Linked DNA regions of Triticum aestivum: region 2 is linked to region 1. Evidence: chromatin contacts called from public Hi-C data. All regions are on one chromosome and are shown on one strand. The core of a region is the stretch at or near the end of the contact, and the rest is flanking DNA. Distances in the headings are between cores, read along the strand shown.

Region 1 (7,804 bases), core at 1,636-4,135:
ACTTGATCTAATCAAGGAGGTTAAGGATTTCTTATCTCGCCGTTTTGAGATGAAGGATCTAGGAGTAGCTGATGTTATCTTAAACATCAAGCTGTTGAGAGATGATAATGGTGGGATCACACCGCTTTAGTGTCACTATGTGGAAAAGATGTTCAATCGTTTTGGGTATATCGACTGCACGCCTTCTCCAACTCCATATGATGCTAGTGTGTTGCTTCGAAGAATCGATGGATTGCTAGAGATCAACTAAGTTATTCTTAGATTATTGGCTCGCTTATATATTTGGCGAGTGCCTCAAGGCCTGACATCTTTTTTGTTGTGAGCAAGCTGAGTCGGTTTGTGTCAAAACCGGGAGATGATCATTGGCATGCGCTTGAGAGAGTTATGCGCTACTTGAAAGGCACTACGAGCTATGGGATTCACTACACCGGGTATCCAAGGGTACTGGAGGGTTATAGTGACTCAAACTGGATATCCGATGCTGATGAGATTAAGGCCACAAGTGGTTATGTTTTTACACTTGGTGGTGGCGCTGTTTCCTGAAAGTCTTGCAAGCAGACCATCTTAACGAGGTCAACTATGGAAGCAGAACTCACAACATTAGACACTGCCACTGTTGAAGCAGAGTGGCTTCATGAGCTCTTGATGGACTTACCTATGGTTGAAAAACCAATACCCCTATCCTGATGAACTGTGATAATTAAACTGTGATCGTCAAGAAAAACAGTTCTAAGAACAATGTGAAGTCCTCAAGGCATGTGAAGAGGAGACTAAAATCTGTCAGAAAATTGAGGAATTCTGGAGTTATTACGTTGGATTATATCCAAATATCGAAAAATTTGGCAGATCCCTTCACAAAGGGTCTATCACGTAATGTGATAGATAATGTATCGATGGAGATGGGTTTGAGACCCACCGCATGAGTTGTGCATAGTGGTAACCCACTCTATGTGATCGGAGATCCCGTGAAGTAGAACTGGGAGACAAGTTGTTGGTCAGTTGAGAGGAGATATCCCTATTTTAATTATCCCACTCCGTGAAGATGCAATACTCTCGTGATCTGCATGACATGTTGATATTTATCTTAATGTGTTCCAAGTGGCTTATTTGAATAAGCAAAGATGTTGTCGTGCAGAGCATCTCCTGAGGAACACACCTATATGAATTTGACTATTAACGTCGCAGTATGTGAGAATTGGGTGTTCTTTAATAAATTCATGAAAGGCCCTGGAGTATGACGTATACGCTCCACCCGTGAGGAAATCTTGCGGCAGCCCGGTATCGATCAAGAATGTGTGAAACTAGTCTCGTAGAAAACTTGTAGTTCAAGGCATAGTCCACTATTCAAGTTGTGATCTAGTGTAGCATAAAACTCTAAGTGAAAGTTCAACTTCACAGTCTCCACTAAGCATCGGTATATAAACAATATTTTGAAACTAAATGATGAGATGTGATAATGAGAGTTTGTGGAGAATTGTTCGAATTTGCTAGTGGGCTTTTGGCCCAAAGCCCAACTAAAATTCTGAAATTCTCTTGGCCCATTCATGCACACATGTGAGTGGTGTGAGTGAGATTAAAATTTAGTCCCATCCCGGAAGATGAGTGAGATTTGCACCTCTTTATAAGGCGAGCTCTTCTACCACTTGTATGAGCATGAGAAGATGAGACCTGCACGCGTGCTCCTCCTCCTCGCTCGCCACGCCACGCCTCGTCACGACGTGCCGCGCCGCGCCGCGAATTGCGGGATTGAGCCGAGCCGAGGGCAGAGCTATGCATGTTGTCTATATTTTTGTTGCTCGGGAAAAAATAATGAGTCATTAATTAATAATTAACGGACGCCTTAATTACTGAACCGTTTCCGATTCTTTTGGATCGCGACTCGGACGTGGGGTTTACTCCCACGACCTACCCGGCCCGCACTATATAGTCGGCGTGCACCGCGACAAGGGGCAACAGGCCTCCGAAACCCCGCCTCTCGTAATCCTGTACGAGAGAGGGGCGATCAGATTTTTGGGAAGCGCACTTGCGCGACTGCTGGCAGCGACAACTTCGCTAACGACGACTTCTTCCCCGACCTCGGCAATCTCATCCTCAATGACATGGGCGACAACATCAACACCGGCGGTGCTGCTCCCGTTGCATCGTATGTAATTCTATCCTTCTTGTTCGAGATTGTGGTAGAATTCATGTTTCTAGTATGTGCCCTATATGTGATCTGTTCATCTAGTACGCTACTTCGCATGATTAGTTCAATCTCTGCTAGTGCTGTCATGATTTATCTTTTGTTTATTCGGATTAAATCTCGTAGTAATTTGCTCATATATTCAACAGGTTCCATTCCGATGAGCGGTGGGGAAACAAGCTGTCCTTTGCGCTGAAGCATATACCTCCGAGGCTCACCGCTACGGGTTATGGAGATGTCTTTGGAATCCCGTCGCGTCGGTCGTAGACTAGTCCGGTTTTGTTTTTAGTTGAAAATATGCTTAAAACATAACCGTTTCTGCATGATTTGTATGAAATCCTTCATGTTTATATGATATCCGACCGAATTTGCATGAATTTCATCCGCTTTGTTAAAAAAGAATTTGAAATGTATGCGGCTAACACCAGATGACGGCCTTTCACATTCGTGTTCGCGGATTGATGCCCCTGTATGCGGACAGATGGGGAAGAAAATCAGCAGCCCGAGTAGGAGTAGCGAATAGAGCTAAACGAACGGCTGTCGTCAGTTGCACACCAAAACAATTTGTCAATCCCCTGCAAGAATTCTCGTTTCCCAACACAGTTGACCCTGATCCATTTGGGAAAGCCGTAGCTTTCAGGGCAGCACCAACCTCCCTCTTCGGGCCGCTTCCAACATCACGGCGAGGAGGAGCTTCCCCACGCCCCCCACTTTCCCACTGCCACGGCCGGTGCCTCCCCATGGTCCCGGTCCACGAGGCATCCACCCATATAACCAGAAACAAACAGCCTTCCCGCACACTGTCACACCAGCTCCCCTCCGGACTTCCCTTGCCTCCACGGCGCGGCGCGGCGCTCCCCCTTCCGCTCCTGTCTCCGTCCAGGCCTCCTCTCCCGCCGTCTCCGCCTCACGGGCGCGCCCGAGCTCGAATCGCCGCCGGACCAGGAGCGCGCGCGCGGACGCGAGGTCATGGAGCCCGACGACGAGCGGGGGCGGGCGCCGCAGCGCAAGGGGATATCCTACAGCCAGCCGCTGGCGCGGGACGCGGTGGCGCAGGCGGCGCACGCGTGCCACGCCGCGCTCAGCTCGCACAGCCTCGATGATGACCCCATCGCCTCCGCCTCGGCGCACCGCCACGACCCCGCGCGCAGCGTGTCGTACCCCCACCAGCTCCCGCCTCACCACCACCACAGCCGCGGCGGCGAGTCCATCTACTTGCACGCGGCCTCCTTCAGCGGCGGTGCCGGCGGCGCGGTGACGCTGGAGCGGGCCGTGGCGACGTCGGAGCACGGGGGCGCGGGCGGCAGGGGCGCGCTGCCGGAGTTCGTCGGCGCGGGCGGGGCCGAGGGCATCTTCCGCGTGCCGCTGCGCGCGGCCATGCACCCTGGCCGCCCGCCGGCGCTCGAGGTGCGGCCCCACCCGCCGCGGGAGACGCAGGTGTGCTCCTTCCTGCGGACGCTCGCGTGCGAGCCGCAGCTTCGCCAGCTCTGGGCAGGAGCCGAGTCCGGGGTTCGGGTTTGGGGCCTCGACGAGCTGTTCGCCGGGAGCGTCGCGGGAGCGCGCCGGGGAGACGAGGAGACCGCGCCGTTCACGGAGTCCGTGCCCACGCCGCCGGCGCTCTGCGTCGCGGTGGACAGCGCGAACAAGCTCGTGTGGACGGGTCACAAGGACGGGAGGATCCGGTCGTGGCGCATGGACCTCGCCACGGCGCCGGCAGCTGCATCAGACGGTGGCGAGAATGCGCCCATGTTCAAGGAGGGCCTGTCGTGGCAGGCGCACAGCCGCACCCCGGTGCTCTCCATGGTTGTCACATCATACGGTGAGAAGCTCGCTTCCTTGTTCACCCCTAGCAATTTTGGTTTTCATTGACAGCTTTGAGCAAATGAGCACAATCCGACAATGGCACGATGCTGAAAGGCACGAAGATAACTGGAATGTTCAATTTAGCCGATTCGAAATGGTCAGATTAGCTAATTTTACATCACTACCGAGTGATATCTTGGCAATATCACTTTTGGCACATTTACACCTTTTTTACTTTAGGCTGGAGAAGTTTTGGACGGTAGAGTTGGCCTTTCTAAAGAATAAAATTAGCTTTTTCCCATACTGATGGACATCCTGGTTCTATATTTTTTTGTCATAATAATGGAACAAGCATGTACAACCACGTTGATGTTAATCATCAATCAGGTTATTTACAGAAAATTAAAGCAAGCATGATATCACAGCCTGGTTAAGGCGCACCTAGTGCCTCGCTCTTGCTACAACCTGAGAAAACCAGTGTAATAACAGTGAATAGATAACAGAATTAAGCTGACGAAAGTAAGCCTTTATTACAACTGAAAAGCGAAGAATTTCACCCAGTCACTCACTCATTTATCCTCCAGTTCCTCTTCCATCTTCTGAAAAGAACTAGCTTGTGAATGTTCAGCTCTCTCCTAAATAACTGATTCCAATAAGCTAAGTCAAGTATTCGTTAACTGTAGATTCATATGTTTCTTGATTTTTGTTGTGCCGGATATGACTCTTGAATCTTGATTGACTACTCTGAAACCTATATATATATATATATATATATATATATAGGGAATATTTTAGTATTATTAGTTCAGTTATGCAGTTTATTTCACATCAAAACTAAATTATCAGTTTTCCTTTCTGGCCTCTTCCGACTTGAATCAAGCATTGTCGAGGCATTGATATCTGAATCACTAGGCTGCGTTACAAGTTTTGGCATTCATGCACCTCTCTTGTTGCAGATAAGAGTTGATAATCCAAATTTGAACTAAAAAGGAGTGAAAATTTATCCCAAATTGATATGTTTCATTTCAATCTCTTGGAAACAGGTGAAATATGGTCAGGCACCGAAGGAGGTGTTATAAAGGCATGGCCCTGGGATGTCATTGCTAAGTCCCTCTCACTAACACCAGAAGAAAAATATATGGCTTCTTGTCTGGTCGAAAATGCGTATATTGACCTTAAGAACTATGTCACAGTTGGTAACATGTTCTCTTTGCCCACTACTGATGTGAAACACATGCTTGCGGACCATTGTCGAGCGAAAGTTTGGAGTCTAACTAGCATGACGTTTGCTCTTTGGTACGATTCTAAATATAAATGCCATCACATCAGTTTCTCAACTTCATTAACTCATGGCCGATTGGAACTAATTGTTTGATATGCTTTGTGTAGGGATGCTCGGACAAGGGAGTTGTTAAAAGTATTTGGCATGGACGGCCAAGTGGAGTCAGCTCGTCTAGAGCCACTAGTGATGCCAGAACAATTTATAGAGGAAGAAATCAAGGTAAAACCCACAAAGAAAGAGAAAAACCAAGGCTCTGTCACCTTTTTACAGAAATCTTGGAATGCCTTGATTGGGGCTGGCGGTGCTGTACGCAGAGTTGCAACTAAAGGAACGTTCGTTGAAGATAACCGTCGAACAGAAACAGTGGCTCAAGCAATGGATGGAGCAATTTGGTCAGGTTGCACAGATGGCTCGATTATTATGTGGGATGGAAATGGGAATTGGCTAAAAGAGTTCAGTTATCATAATTCTTCTGTTCAATGCATAAAGGCACTCGGAGAAAGGGTGTGGGTGGGCTATGCCAGTGGTACTGTTCAAGTCATGGATGTTGAAGGTAACCCTCTGGGAGGATGGACCGGACATAGCCGTCCAGTCATTCAGATGGCCATTGGTGGTTCTTACATCTTTACTCTAGCCCATCATGGTGGTATTCGAGGATGGCCTCTAACTTCTCCTGGGCCTCTGGATGATATTCTGCGGACGGAATTGGCGAAGAGGGAGTTGTCCTATACAAGGGTAGAGAACATTAAGATGCTGGTTGGAACTTGGAATGTTGCGCAGGAGAAAGCATCACCTGAATCGCTTTGGTCATGGTTGGATACTGCATCATCTGATGTTGGATTGGTGGTGGTTGGCCTGCAAGAGGTTGAGATGGGTGCTGGAGTTCTTGCCATGGCTGCGGCTAAAGAAAGTGTAAGATAGTTGACCAAACCATTCACTTCACCTTTTCTTGTTTTGTTCCTCAAAGATCAAGTAGAGGTAAAGTTATACTGTTAATGCATGCAAATGGGTTTTTTAAAAAGGAGGATATCGCCCAGCTTCTACATCATTGCAATGCACACAGCCATAAATTTATTAAAATCCTTGTAAGAAGCTCCAGTGGTGAAGTATAAAATTGCCAAAATAAAAATAAAGCTAAAACCAACAGAAATACACACACACACACACACACACACACACACATAGCCTACTATTGGACCGCCATCCAAACCGGTTGTATGTATCCTGTGCTGCCATCTCCCATAAGCGCCCGCACTTCCGCATGGTGTAGTAACAACCATGTACGGATCCATCCTGTAGCACGGAAGATAACCTACAAAAAATTATGTTTCTGCATTAGTATTTTACATTTGCATTGTATAGTTAAAACTGCCAATATGTTCCTTTACTGATGGTATACTTAGGAACTATTATTCCTCTGTTTCAAAATAGAACTGTTTGACTCTTGCTTTGTTCCAAAATATAAATAGTAAGCCTCTTGATAATATTTATAAGGTGACCCACATATTTTGAGATTTGATTTTTGTACTTCTTGACTACCCATCAGTCCAACTATGTACCAATCACACTAAAGTGTCACTAATAGATCAAACTTGAAAACAGCTTCATATCGTAAGACAAATTAATGGTCAAAGCTCGGCTTTAGAGTCCATGCTAACTCAACTGCACTTGCAAAAATCCATGGGAGTATAATATAGAGAAATGGCACTGAGCAATTATTGATTACAGTTTTGTAAGTTGCTTAAAATGCGGAACCAAACTTATTATGGAATGCACGGTGGGGGAGGTAGTATTTCTTTGTCATATTTGTGATTCTGTATTATCCAAGCATTAGGTGGATTTGTTTTGTACCATCCACATTGTATCATAAACGTCCTCCTTTTGTGTTACGTTATGTTCGTATTCTTATTCTTCTTGTTGTTTACTCTCTTTTAGCCACTAGGGATGAATATTGCATTTCTGCGTGACTCTTCTTGGCATACTTTTCTATCACAGTTGTCACAACAGTATATTTTAGTTTACTTGATTCGCTTTTAATTTTACATCGGTATTCTGATGCAATGACGCTACCACGGAGAACTTATAGAAATTACGTGTGAGAACTGAGAGGGAATAGAACTTAAGTACAATTTTCCTTTTGGACATTATTTGTGAATATATATTTACTTGTTATTCTGTTTCTGTTCCATTTTGCAAATCTGCCCAACGGCAGCTACATTGCTAATGCTCTTACGTGTAAGTTCTGTAAGGCGGCTGTTTGATGCAAGTTGTCTTGCTTATGGCCTTAGGTAGGGCTTGAGGGCAGTGCCAATGGGCAGTGGTGGATAGACAATATTGGCAAGACACTTGATGAAGGAATATCCTTCCACCGAGTTGGCTCGAGGCAGTTGGCTGGATTACTTATTGCTGCATGGTACTGGCTTGTCATGAAATTGTCTATTAATACTGCCTAATACATTTCTGTTACCACTTATTTTTATGTTTTGAGCATTCACACTTCTGTGTTATCTATGCTTATTTGAAGGGCAAGGACAGAC
Region 2 (7,804 bases), core at 2,082-4,581, 150 kb after region 1:
TCCTGTAGTGTATAGCATTAGCCGCAAATGGACAAGGGACAGCGCGATCCCATGAGGGACTTCGCGCTAGGCGAACGTTTGCTCGCATATCTTCCGTTCAACAAGCGAGGTGCAACAATGGTCCTCTTGCATGCATGAAAATATACCAGCATCAAAGCCGCCAATGGAAAAGGGACAAGGCGGCGTCAGCCAGCCTAACCAGCGATATCAATCAATGTATGTCTCGATGGGTCGCTGCAGCCTGCAAACGATCCTTTGCGCTAGGCGGCACGTCTCCATGTTCCATCTTGGCTTTCCGTACTCTTTTTGCGGTTGCCACAAGCTATTCTGTCACGAGAAAGTCCGTATGTATGAATCGACCTGCACTGAATCTAGCGCCACACACGCCCTCTCCAATTCCTCACCCGTTCGCTTCTCTTCTCGGCTCAAGTGAACCACCCACTGCACGCCACTGCCAATCTTGTTCATTCGTACCGGGACACGTATGGACAGATCCGCCACCCAGTAGGCCCACTCACGGAGTGGGAAAGTTATAGTACATACTGTACGTACACTAGCACCAGAAACAACCAAATGTCCTGTGGGGAATACAAAAGTGAAAGAACTCTGCATTCGCTTTCCCCGGCCTTGAAGAAACAAATTCAGTGTACTTGACGCCTGCTGCCCGTGTCACCTCCTTTCTAGAGAGATCATGCTTCCACTCACTGGCAGAAACATTTTCTATCTTCCCGGCTTCTGCTTCTGCTTCACCAACCACCACCACCACCGGGACACCTCTCCCGGCTATCACAAAAACAGGCCATGGCTAAATGGCCCCATAAAACAAGTGGGTGATGATGATCATCAACACAGCATATGCCACAACAAGTGTACTTCAGACCAAAACGTACCAAAATGCACGCACAACAAGTACCCAAGTATGCATCGACCGGCATCACCTCTCTCATTCCAGTATATAATAACTAATATAATGTGCAGCAGTACTATACACACACATCTATCAATCATCATCATCATCATAAAAAAAGAAACAGAGAGACGAAGGCCACTAAGGCCCGGCCCTAACCTACATAGCATCTGCCAATCCATGCTCACACACACGCAGCTCAGCTCAACACAGCCCACAGACTCCGGCCACCGAGAAAGAATCACATCACATCGCATCACATGGGCAGATGGCCGTTGTTGTTGTTGGAGGCGCCGCCGTTGTAGGCCTTGTCCTCCGTCTTCCTCCTCTTGAGCACGATGGCCCAGGTGATCACCTCCAGCGCCACCGCGACGCCGCCCAGGATGCCGATGGCGATGATGTAGCCCGTCTTCCACTTCTGCGCCACGTCCAGGATGCTCATGCCCTTGAAGATGTTGACGATGCCCAGGATGATGATGGTGTAGCCCACCGAGTGGTGGTACACGTTCCAGTACACCCGCAGCTTGTGATCCTTCTTCGGCCTCAGGAACAGCGCAAAGATCTATTGCACAAGAAAGAAATGGTCACAGCATTAGTAAGCTCTGCTCAGCTAGGCAACTGGCATTGCACAAAAATGCTTCAATTTTAGCAGATGATAGAGAGAGGAATTGGGAATGTGGAGATCATCTACCTGAACGGTACCGAGAGCAAATACGGCGATCCCGATGTTCCTGTGAAGCGAGTAGGTGATTCCCTTGGACAGATTTCCTAGATGAATGCCGGTGGCCCAGCCAGACACTCCCACAGCATACCCGATCAGCTGGCAAGCAACGTGAAGGTAGAACCAGGCAGGGTCGGCTGATTTGAATGTCTTGAGGTATCTAGCAACTATGCCTCCCATTGGCAGAAGAATCCCCCAGCTCACAGCATTCAGAATTCCATGGGTCTGCACAGAAAAAAAAACAGGGGTAAGGATGACAATGTTTTGATAAAATTAGTACTCCTACTTCAGTATGCTCTGTTTTATACTTCCATCTCAATGCCATGAATGAACAAGCAAATGTAGCTATCAACAATTAGACTGATCAAAGGGTAAAGTCCACCAAGGCAGGAAGAAATCTACTGGCTAGGCAAGGAAATATCAGCTCCAGTGTGTAAATTTTCAAAGTGCATGGAACAGACAAAACCATGTGACACACAGAGTCAACTTTACGAGGAAATTATACAGCTGATGTGTGTTCAGATACAAGTCAACTCAAACCAACCGGGGCACTAGAGTTGAAATCTTGCATATGCATGTGAGATTTCACATGGCAAACAGGCACAGTTTTCTTGTGAGGTGTCCGTTAGAAGCATACAAAATTGATTGTATTTCCATGTTGTTGCCACTAGTTCATGCGGTTTACTCCTGTTTAAACATTGCAGTAAACCGCTTCGACAGCTACAGTTACTCACTCGTAGAAAAGTTGGATACTAAAAAAAATTAGAGCTTATGTTAAAAGGTGAAAATTGTCCCCATTACTTTGCCAGCAATTCAAGTTTTTTCTGTATAGAATATCTCTCCTCGTCCAATTTTAGTTTGCGTTACGATTGCCAAATTGAAGCGTTCGAAAGGAAGGAAAAACTTGAGCATGGAGACATAAATGTGGAATCAAATGAATAAATTCCGGGGTAGAGTGCTCACATTTTTCTTCCTGAGGATGCTGCCTCCGCTGACGGCTGTGGTCGCCCCCGTGACGAGGTTGAGCTTCCCCTTGGCCCCCATGTTGGCGGCGGCCATGGCGTGTATGCCGATGCTCCCGCCCGACGCCGGTCCCACCTGCCAGACCTGGTTCACCTCCCCGGTGCCGTTCTGGAGCGCGAGCTTCCCGAACATCTGGACGCGGCCGTCGGCGCCGACCTCGGCGGCGAGGTCGGACGTCTTGTAGGCGATGGGGCCCGGCGATCCGAGCGATGTGCCCTGGATGTCGAACGTCTGGACGCCGTACGCGCCGCCGCTGCCCGTGGGCGAGGCGACGAGCGCCTGCGTGCCGCTCATGCCGTCGCCGGAGGGGTTGAGGCCCCAGGCGACCCAGCCGCCGGACGAGGGCGGCGCGGCGACGAACGCCACGGAGAGGGAGGAGGCCGCCGGGTCGTAGGTCCAGTGCACGGACGCGCCCAGGGTGGGCAGGTCGGTGCAGGCGGCGTACACGCGGTTCTTGGAGAACCTCTCCGCCGCGCACGCCCCCGCCGCGCCCACGCGCGCCGGCGCCGCGGCCGCCAGCGCCGCCGCGACAAGCAGCGCAAGAACCCGCGTGACGGACATGGCCGCTGGCGTCAGAGGACGGGGGATCTCTCCTCTGGGGTTAATGGGGGTTCGGGTGGGAGGAGGCCGGTGGGTGGTGTGGTGTGGGGAAAGAGAAGGCCTGCGCTTTGGAGCCGGGGCGTGTGGGAAGCAGGGGAGGAGGTGGCGCGGTTAATAAAGGAGGAGGCGGGGAGGGGAGGAGGACATGTGGGCGCGTATGATTGGGCGGGGGTTGACGCGGTCTGGGGCCTTTAGGAAAGGCTAAACACGTTCCGTTTTTACGCCCGTTCCTTGCCGTTTCTGCGCGGCGACTTGCCCAGTTTACTACTGATGATGATGAACCGTAACGTACGGAAAGATGATCTACTATACTATACTCGTTCGGCTCATGGATTTGGTGCATATTTACCTGCCTACATTGGACGTGATGACAAATTCCTGCACGGCCATGTAGATTCAGGGGTGGCAAGTGCTCCGTTTAGTCTACCGGGCTCCGCTAATTAAGCACAAACACTTACTAACTAATTTGTATCCCTCTGCTCATCTTGTCCTCTCAGCAGCTCCACTTAAACTGTTAAACATAGCCTACATTTTTACTCTTCTATGGAACATTTGGAAGTCTAGAAACGATTTTCTTTCCAAACAGAAAACTATCTACATGCTTCTTGGCTTATGTTGATGCGGCCTTTAATCCTGCGGTGGTGGGAAACGAAGCTTCCTTTGCAGTGTTCATAAGGAATGAAGAGAATAACCACTCACTATTCATTCAAGCGATGGCCTTAAATGTTTTCTCTCTCTATTTTGCAGGCAGAAGATATGGGTTTATTCCTGGCTGCTTCGATGGTTAAGGCTTTGGGATGGAACTTGATATCTTTCCATTATGATTGCATGATATTGCTTGATGCCGCTGAAGCGAAGAATTTATTTGAAAGACAGACATTGGGGGGGCAGACGTTTACTTGCAAATTTATTTAATATTACTTCCTACCTCAACTCTTACAAGGTTGTCACACATATTCCTAGGATAAAAATAATCTTATTACCCACTGTTTGGCCAAAAAGGCTTTCTTGTATAGATCTTCCTCTTGTTACTCTTACTTATTCAGTTAAGCCTCCAGATGTAATCTCACAATGGCCTATGAACCGATATCTTTAAGCACACACACAAATATTGATATGTTTGTGGGACGGTTCGAGAGACTTCAAGAACGACCTATGCCAACTATTTTTCCACTGTAACTCGAAGTTGGTAACGGTCAGATCTAACGTTGTATGCATCTTCGTAGTGATCATGATTCTTGATTCCTATGACGGGTTTTTTCTACTCCCTCCATTCCCTTATACAAGGTCACTGTCAAAAATACATTTTGCATCAATACAAGGCCATCAACAGTAATCGAGGCAAAAATTAATGATGTTTCCTTGAACTAGCAACTTTTTAATACTTACATGCATGTAGTCATAATGACACTCAGCCACTTCATTCCCATTCATTCGATGCATGTTTGTGGTGTATTAATGATCCCGGTTAACGAAAAGAAAAGTTGACTTGCAAAGGAGTCATTAAATTTTATCTTGGTACTTGTAATATGAGTTTGTGACCTTGTATAAGGGAATGGAGGGAGTATTACGATTCCCAACAATTAATAAGTACCTCATATTTTGTTCATGGAGAAGAATATGGCCCTGCTTTAATTGCTTGGAAGGAGACCTACAAGCCTAAAAGCCATGGAGGATTGGGAATCCTAATTAAGAATCTGCACAAGTTTTACAACAAGGAAGAGTTGTCATGGGTCAAGCTTGTCTCGGAATCATACTATTCTGAGGCCATGTGGTAGAATTGAGGGCTCCTTTTGGTGGCAGTCTCACCTAGAGCGGCTTCCCTTATTCAAAGAGGTTGCCGCATGTTCTATGCCATCTGTAGATTTAACTTTATTTTGGGAACACAAATGGAAGGATCAACAACTCAAAGTGCAATATTCTGAATTGTACTCTTTTGCTATTAACCAAAACTCATCATATGTGGTTTTGTTGTTTCAGGCAGACATCACAGAAAGCTTCCACATACCTCTGTCAATTCAGGCGTTCAACCAGTTTGAGAATCTGAGTCATTTGTTGGTGCACCACCCTATTACTTTTGAGCATGATTGTTGGGCTTATATTTGATATTCAAAGCAATTCTCATGCAAGAAAATGTACAACCATTTGATTGATCAATGTCAGGCTCACATCATTTTCAAACGGCTTTGGAAAGCTGCTAGCCATAAAATTTTCTTCTGGTAAGTTATGCATGATAGACTTAACTCCAGAAATCTCCTTAAGCGCAAGGGTGTGCACATGAAGAGTTACTGGATCATGTACTTGCATAAAATACCCTGCATCGGCTATGGAATTGCTCTTTTGTGCAAGCCTACTGGGACACTATCATCCCACGAAGACCTCCATGCATATCTACTTTCGATGAGATCAGACTCTTGAAATCTGCCCTGCCTAAAAAGATTGTTATGGATATCATTATAATGGGTTGCTGAAATTTATAGATGCAAAGAAATGGCAAGATATTTGAGAATAAATGACCTTCAATGCATTCCTCGAGATTCAAACTGATGCAAGATATGCTGGTGATGAGGATCAGAACTAAATCCCAACACATTAATTGTCTTGACCAATGTATTGCTTGCTTTGTTTAACAAAAGTAACTAGAATTTGGAATTTCTTCATGTTAGAAAAACTGGAATTGGATAGCTTTAGGCTTGTAGTTTGCACATTAAATAACTTTTTACTTATTTTAATTAATATAAACAATTGTTCTAGAGTTTCTGGGTCAAAAAGTTAAAACTTTTTTTGATACAACTATGAAATTTTAACTAATCCATCTATATGTGAGTCGCTTGAAAATTAAATTTGGATTAGTCCATTTACTAGTCGTTGATCTATGCTTTGAGTGCATCCTTTTTCTGTTTTTTTCCCTGTGCTTTTTTGGCCTTGGTTTTGTCGAATGAACAGAGTTTTCGGTCAGTTCATTTCTTATTGGGCCGCGACCCGTTATCTATGCAACCCAGCCTTTCTCTTTCTCCATTTGTTTTCCTATTTTTTTTTAGTTTTTATGTGTTTTTTCTTCTGTTTTTCCTTTTCAACTATCGGTTTTATTTTTGGCTATTTTCAAGATATTGGGAGCGTAAATGTATACACATAAAAACTATACAATATGCGCCAAAAATGCACCATTATATGATTATCCTTTGCAAATTATAAAAAGTGCAATTTCACTACAAAACTTTTGCCAGTTCTTTTATTTTCCTTCTTCTTAAAGGGTAATACCAATGCCACTAACTCATTCATCCTTAATAAATTTCATTATTATTATTATTATTATTTTATTTTTATTCCTTTTTTATGATAATACCAATGCCACTAATTCATTTGTTCTTAGGAAAATTTATTTTTGTGAAAATCCCACTATTATATACTTAAGCTTGCATGTTTTTAATAGCACAATTTTTATGTTTATTGTATTTAGTTTTTACCATTGTTTGTTTTAGATTTTTTTTCTTTCTTCTTCAAGGGTAATATCAGTGTCACTGATTCATTCTTCCTTTGCAAACTTCATTATTTTGAATTTTTCTAGTTCATTTCTCTTTTTTAGGTTCATTTTTTCTTTAAAAAGGTAATATCACTGCCGCTAATTTATTCTTTCGTGGAAAACTTCATAGTTTTGAGTTTGTTTTGGCTTTTATTTCATTTCCTTTCTTCTTTAAGAGTAATACCGCTAGCACTAAATTTTTACTTCTTAGAAACTTTTTTGGTGTGAAAGTTTTACTATTATATGATTATTCTTGCATACTATAAAAAGCGTAACTTTTTGTAAATTATGTGCAGATTTTGTTATTTCCTGTTTTAGATTATTTTATTGTCTTTCTTCTTCAAGAGTAATACAAATGCTAATAATTCATTATTTCTTGAAAAACTGATTATTTTCAATATTTTATTTTATAAGTGTAATAGCAATGCCACTAATTCATTATTTGTTTTTGTAGTTTTATTTCATTCTCTTCCTTCTTATTGGGTAATACTAATCCATTAATTTATTCCTTCATAGGAAACATTTTTTTTTGCAAAAATCCATTATTATATGCTTATACTTGGGTATTATAGAAAGCACAATTTCCGTGTAAAGTGTGTGGAAATTTCATAATTTTTCTATCTTTTAAAGGGTAATATCAATACCACCAATTCAGTCTTTATACAAAAATTCCTTATTTTAAATTTGTGTAAACTTGTATATGTTATTTTCTTTCTAATTTAAGGTAATACCAATGCCACGAATTCATTCTTTCTTACAATTGCTTCTTGCAAAAACTCCATTATTATATGTGTATTAAAAAACACATTTATGTGTAAATTGTGTGCAGGTTTTGTCATTATTTATGCGGAAAGCCTAAGCGCTCACTCGCGTTGTTCCACATGCACCATCTCTTATGCGGCCACCTTCTGGATGAACATGCGCCAAGAAAAAAACGTTGATCTAGATGACTTAGGCGAACCAATCTGTAACTGGATGGTTAGGAGGATAGTGGTATCATTAGCCCACCAGGATTCAAGTTATGGTGCTC

Evidence for each region. Hi-C and Micro-C count contacts between places; a contact is called where the count stands out from the background.
Region 2: a contact with region 1 is called in a Hi-C map of leaf, with 3 times the contacts expected there. The contact joins the promoter of LOC123151588 here to the promoter of LOC123151578 in region 1. A contact is called at or near these places in 4 of 5 Hi-C or Micro-C datasets (leaf and an unstated tissue) and 1 of 1 datasets of contacts at active chromatin or transcription factors (leaf).

The regions. Positions count from the first base shown.
Region 1 is chr7A:248,053,823-248,061,626 of IWGSC CS RefSeq v2.1, forward strand. It overlaps LOC123151578 (type II inositol polyphosphate 5-phosphatase 15), which reads left to right and starts at 2,886. Exons shown (of 11, transcript XM_044571260.1): 1 at 2,886-4,001; 2 at 5,029-5,281; 3 at 5,375-6,179; 4 at 7,556-7,680; 5 at 7,792-7,804. The coding sequence starts at 3,152.
Region 2 is chr7A:248,201,485-248,209,288 of IWGSC CS RefSeq v2.1, forward strand. LOC123151588 (cytochrome b561 and DOMON domain-containing protein At4g12980) reads right to left here and starts at 3,332. Exons shown (of 3, transcript XM_044571272.1): 1 at 2,592-3,332; 2 at 1,599-1,853; 3 at 911-1,469. The coding sequence starts at 3,212. The coding sequence ends at 1,164.